2 separate regions of the Mus musculus genome follow, and region 1 is linked to region 2. The links are chromatin contacts, called in public Hi-C maps. All regions are on one chromosome and are shown on one strand. Each heading gives the region's core, a stretch centred on a gene start, on an enhancer-like site or on the middle of the called end of the contact. The rest is flanking DNA. Distances are from core to core; before and after follow the strand shown. Region 1 has its middle 16 kb from the start of Gm36475. Region 2 overlaps Gm41042 (a long non-coding RNA gene).

Region 1 (3,212 bases), core at 130-2,629, 510 kb after region 2:
TATATGTGTGCATGTGCATGTGTGAGTGCAGGTGCACACGTCCATGCAGAGGTCATAGGTTGGCACTGACGGTTTCCCATTATCACTCTCCATCTTATCTCTGAGACAGGGTGTCTCACTGAATCCAGAACTCAGTGACTGCCTGGGAATCCACCTATCTCCATGACCCCAATGCTAAGGTCATAGGCATGTATAAGCTTGTCTAGGTTTTCAATGGATATCACAGACACAAATTCATGTCTTAATTTCTCATTTGGCAGGTACTCCACTGACTGGACCAGATTCCAGCCTCTCATGAAATATTTTTATCTGAGTAGAGCCCCCAGAAAATACAACTACTACCAACCCTCCTCTTAAGAAATTCCTGGTATCTTTAGCTGCCGTGAGGAAAAAAGTGACTTGTCTATTAGCTGAAAAGTCCCAACAAAACCCTCTATCCTTCCATTACCACCTACACACCCCAGTTTGGTAATAGACTTCTTTGTTTCTGGCTGGTGAATGAGTTACAGTACTCTGACTGCGCCCTAGGTAAACTCTGCCCTCCCTCTTCTTAATCTATTCTGTGTGAATTAATTTCTGTACCTCCAACTACCAGCCCCCAAGATGGAAGGATCATTCTTCTTAGTAGTCCCTGCTCTGTTTACTGTCCAAATAGCATTCTGTGATATAACTGAAAGCTATCTGTTCCTGTATGCACATATACACACACCTATTTCTCCCGTTTACATATGTGCATATTCCCATATGTTCCTAAATGCATGTGTACCTGTGTCATTTGTTCCTAAATACATAGTTCTACACATGTGCATACATGTGTGTATGCACATTCCCTATTTGACCCTATACATGTGTGCTTATGCCCTATATATGCATGAACTGACAGGCTCATATGTTCCTCACATACCTTGAGTTCCAGTATATATGTACATGAGCAAGTGTGCATTTATGACCATTTGACTAACCCTCTTTAGGAGCTTCCTTGAAGAATCAAAGCTCAAGAAAGTGAATAATAGTTCCCAGAAGATCAGAAACACTTCAGACCTAGCTCATGCCTTGCTGTGTACCTTGTGTTCCTATAGGTGTGCTCACATATACATTTATGGATATGTGGCTGACTATCTTGAGGAATTTTCTGGGAGACTCACCATGCACTGAAGTGAAAGCACATCCTAGAATATCAGAAACTCTTCAAACCAAGCCCACCCCTACTTGTTGCATCACCAGACTAGGCACTTAAAATAAATCATCTATTAAATGGGAAGCAATTACAAAACTCACCTTTCAACTTGGATTTCTGGGAAATGGATGAGAGGACTTCTTCAATGGTAACTTGACCAAGCTCTCCCTGATGACCTCATCTTGGAATGTTGTTAAATGTCCCTGGGTGTACACTTCAGGGAGAAGACAGTTGCTCAAATTAGTGACAACCTGACAGCAATGAGCTTTTGGTGTCTGGCAGAGTCTGGTCAATCCTTAACTCAGTCACTTACTCATTGTGACCTAGAACAACCCTCGGGCAGCCTCCGTTTCCTCATTTACAGAATAAGGGAAATAACATTTAACTTGAAGGCTAAATTCGGGGAGAGGACAAATGAGACTAGTAGGTATGTGTGATCTTTGTTTCCTTAAGCTACTTTCAAAATTGGGCCACTGGACTGACATTCTATAGAGACCAAGGACATGGTTTCCTTGCAAACATAACACACATCTTTCTATATTTACTTAACATTTATTTGCATATTTGTCTACTTTCCTTATTCAAAAGGACTGTACATGGTTTATGTGGACAGTAAACAATCTATTTTTCTTATATTAATGAAACTCTAAAGAAAATCAAAATATAATATCTATTCTGAGGCAAATTATAAGTTTAAAAAATATAAAACTTTTCTAAGTCCATGAGGGGTTAATTCCATCAGTTTAAACTTCACTCTAGTTTGTGTCTCCACAGGAGACAGGAAGCAGGAACCTTTATCTGTCTTTACTTGTATGTATAGAATTCACCACAGCTGCTCTACATACCATGACCTGAGCCACCCTGTGTCTAGACTGACTACACCAGGCAGTAAGCTGGCCAAGATCTTTCTGGTCAGGCCTTGGCAGCGTGAAGGGAGGAAGATGCCAACATTATTGCCAAATGGATGGCTCATATTTTCCTTCTTTGTCTATGTCGATGGCAGTCATGTGTTTCTCATGGTGCCCAGTTGTGCAATTAATGAAGCAGGCCCAGGGCCAGGAGAAGGGCCTACGGTAGGTAGGGTTAGGTCTTCCCACTAAGCCTTCCTCTGGGTTGCTACTGCATGTGTCTATCCCAAATTATCAGCAATGATGGGCTGAACCATAATAAAACTGAGGAGTATAAAATAGGGACCAAGTGCTAAAGATGGCCGGATTGGGTGGTTTAGAATGAGGAACTTGGTTTGGTGCTGATTTTAGAGGCAGAGCGTAGCCTTCAAGATGGCCTCAAAATAAAGATGAAGAGACAAGGAAAGAGTTAAGTTGGACCTAGTTGAAGACAGTAATAAACTCATTCTCAGGTGGCTGTGGTCTGTCAGAGGTTTGCTGTATATTTTAGATTCTCCCCGGGCAGTTCTGCCATGGGACAATCCATCCACTAATTCTCCCACATTAGGTGCTCCAGCACACAGGTGGCCAAGGTCAGGGAAAAGAGGACATTGGTTCTACTGAAACAATGCGAAAGTTCTTTCGATCTGGACTGCTTAGTGTAGCAATGCTGTCCTCTGAGCTGAACTCTGAGGCAATTTCTTTCAGAGTTTCTCTCCAGGGCAGAGAGAAAGCTCTCTGCCCTGGAACATATAGCCAGTTTTGGAAGAGGGAAACCAGTGCTCAGCTATAAAGAAAACACAACCCCCCTTTGGAAAAAGACAAACAGCAGGAGGGAACCCTTGTTCACCGCTGGTGGGAATGCAATCTAGTCAGATCTCTACAGAAATCAGTGTAGATGTCACTTAAGAAAACTAGAAATACACCCTACTACTTAATCATTTATGTTATATCACTCTTAGTTATTTACCCCAAGGACACCAAGTCAGCATGTCTGTTCTAGTTAGTGTTCTGTTGCTGGGAAGAGACATAATGATCATGACAACTCATATAAAGGAAAACTTTTAATTGGGGATGGCTTTTAGAGTTTCAAAGGCTTAGTCCAGTCTCATCATGGCGGGAAGCATGGCAGCATGCAGGCAGACATG
Region 2 (2,939 bases), core at 54-2,553:
AAAGCCTGAAGCAGAGTTGTGAAATTTTTGTTGTGTCTATGATAGTCAGAGGGTTTAGTAACTAGAGATGCCTATATCTGTTTCCCACCTGTCCTGCTAGTTTTCTAGTCGAGAGGGCTGTTTGAGAATGGCAACTCAAGGGATATTAAAGCCCTGCTGTGTCAATGGCTGACCAATGAGTACTGACCTCCACAGAAAAGGTCCCTGATGGAAGACGAGTCAGAGACTTACATGAGGCATCTATCTTTCCATCTTTGGATTTAAGACGGCCACTATAGGTGTAGCATCGGCTCTGCCCTAACCTACTTGCATATGAGGAATGTGCTAAACACCTTAGAAAAAAAATTTGGTGAGGTTAGTCTTTTTAAATCAGCTTAGGCCTGCAGTAGAGGGTGTGGTGGGGGTAAGAGTTTAGATCAGGTTTCTCGAGGTAGATGTGGAGGATAAGAGACAGCTGCAAGTGATTTATTAAGGAAAGGCCCATGGGGAAAGCCTGCATAGTAGTGGAGGGAGAAAGTAGGCAAGGTGAAAAAGCCAAGCCAAGGTGTAGTTCTAGCTGCCTGCAACAGGCTTCGTCTTGTAAGGAGCTGGAGGGCAGATTTGATTGACATCGTTGAACTGGTTTAATCTGTGAGGGTGTTGTGCTTTTATATTCATGCAGGTTCAGTCATTGGTTAGGGTCTGACCAGTAGGCAGGGTGGTGGAAAATCAACTAAGGGATCTCTCTCTCTAATATACATATATTATATATAAAATATAGCTATAATATATTATATAGATATATAATATAAAACATATGTAATATCCACCTGTATTATATAGATATATTATTTAATGTATATTAAGAGGTGTCTCTAGCTTCATCTTCTGAAGAAGGAGGTAGACTCATCTGTTAGGAGCAGTGTCCCTGAGAAGCTGGGGGCAGGAGCTCACAGCTAGTTCAGGGGACCCAAGTACATGATGATAATGCACAGTGGGATGCAGAGCAGAGGAGTCTCAGAGGCCTGGCCTGGGAGGGCCAAGTCTTACAGCTCTCACCTTTCACCCGTGATTGAGTGATCTGCCTTCTGACCCACATGATTGCTTTTCCTTTTGGGAGAGACAGAAGTCTATGGACAGGAAGGAAATGAGGAAAGCAGAGAGAAGACTCATGTGATGTCTGTCTCTCTGATAGTCCCTGTCTGTACCTTCCTCAGAGAGTGGTTGTTGGAACTAAAAACCATGAGTGTAGACTCATAAAATCTCAGCTAGGGTAAGCTGTTGTTAGTAAATGATCTACCCAAGTTACATAACTCTGGCCGTGTGAAGGTCAGATATCATGAGTAAAAGTTTAGGGATGTTTTCATAGGATTATGTGATCTCCTTGTAGTCAGCACAGCTCTTTGTAATCCAGGATAAGGAAAATAAACTTTCCAGTGATTGTTTTATGATGTAATTCTATAGCCACTCCACCCCCTCTAAGACTAAGTAATTTCTGAAAAGCTTTAGATTTCATTGCTAATGGTGCAATAACTTCTCCAGAATATAAGCAAAAATTTTTTTATTAATCTTGGTGGAGTGGTTTGAGATTATTCCATGTAAGAAGTGATGCTGTTCCAGGGACAGATGATCAAGGCAGGAGATCTCTGGTTTATGGTTGGAGGCAAGGGTAGTGTTGTTAGTGACACTAGAATATTTGACCTAGGGACCACATTTTCTGAGTCAAACATTATCTCATATGGCCTGGTAGAGTGACCACTATTTGAAATTAGAACTAACATGGGATATATGTTATACACAATCCCCTTAAATTTATATTCACCAAACTTTTCATAAATATAAAACCCAGTGTAAGGAATATATTTAGGAAACAGGATACTTCAGTACTTAAGTGTAGATTACCTGCATTACCTGCATCTATTTGCTGGCTGGATAGTCTTGGATATACTGCATAAGTGTTTTTTGTTTCAGTTCTTCCAACTATAAAACTGGTTTAAAAGTAGTTCTGTTGTGGAAAATATTTTAAAAAGTTAGCACCACCTCATGTTAAACCCAGATACTCTCTGCCATGGTGGGCTGGCCGGCCATGAACTGGCAGGCAATGGCTGGCCTGTTCTTATCTCGTGGAGACTCTGACTCAGAGCTCTGAAATCTCTCCACCCAGCTCATTAAGTTCCTACTGGCGGGTCCTTACCACGCCAGCCCCATGTTTCAAAACTCCCACGGCCTTTTGTGGTGCACATCTGGCGAACCCACACTTTGCCACAGTACCTTTCTCTCTGGAACCCAATTGAGCCCCCACATGAAGGAAAACACCACACAAACTTAGTTCAGAAACAATGGCAGCTCAATCTCTGGGCGCAACAGCTAGAGTCCTAATCTTGTAAGCCATATTAAATCTAAATCCTCCAGTGGCAAATCCTGGTGAATTTGCCATTAAATCCAGGAGACACTAGTATCTACATCTTGTCCTCTTCCTATCCCGGTCCAAAAGCCCTTATTCCTCTCCTGCCTACTCTCTCTTCCCATATCCAACCTGGAAGTCCCATTTACTCATCCAGTGATTGTCTCCTTTATTCATTGTGGGATGGTTCGCTAGAAGTCACCTGAGTACGTGATTCATTTCTCATTCCAAACAACCCCTCCTGGGAAAGTGAAATTAACACCAAAATACACGCAGGGCCATCCACAACATAGTTCTATCTTATGGAATGATCATGCAGACTGAGTAACTTAATGTATATGAAAGCACCTTACAGTTCTTGGTCAATATTAAGTATTATGAGTGTTAGCTAGTGATATATTTATATATCTACTTGCACAATGGAAGAAGACATTATCATAGGTAGTCACAAATATATTCTATTTTATTTTATAATTCTTTAAAACATACTTAGCCAACTTTTAATGTTTTTAAATTTTATTTATTTTTTTATTTTATGTGTGTGTGTTTTGCCTTC

The links. Hi-C and Micro-C count contacts between places; a contact is called where the count stands out from the background.
Region 1: a contact with region 2 is called in a Hi-C map of liver, with 4 times the contacts expected there. The contact joins two enhancer-like sites. A contact is called at or near these places in 1 of 484 Hi-C or Micro-C datasets (liver) and 2 of 115 datasets of contacts at active chromatin or transcription factors (embryonic stem cells and large pre-B cells).

The regions. Positions count from the first base shown.
Region 1 is chr13:101,522,277-101,525,488 of GRCm38.p6, forward strand. No RefSeq gene overlaps it. Among named protein-coding and RNA genes, the nearest start is that of Gm36475, 16 kb to the right of the region's middle. Within about 2 kb of position 1,380, at least 27 of the 459 cell types and tissues checked have an H3K27ac peak or open chromatin away from gene starts, as enhancers often do. A contact at or near this core is called in liver, where this site is marked.
Region 2 is chr13:101,015,133-101,018,071 of GRCm38.p6, forward strand. The region is part of intron 1 of Gm41042 (a long non-coding RNA gene); the gene reads left to right. Among named protein-coding and RNA genes, the nearest start is that of Gm41042, 19 kb to the left of the region's middle. Within about 2 kb of position 1,304, at least 18 of the 459 cell types and tissues checked have an H3K27ac peak or open chromatin away from gene starts, as enhancers often do. A contact at or near this core is called in liver, where this site is marked.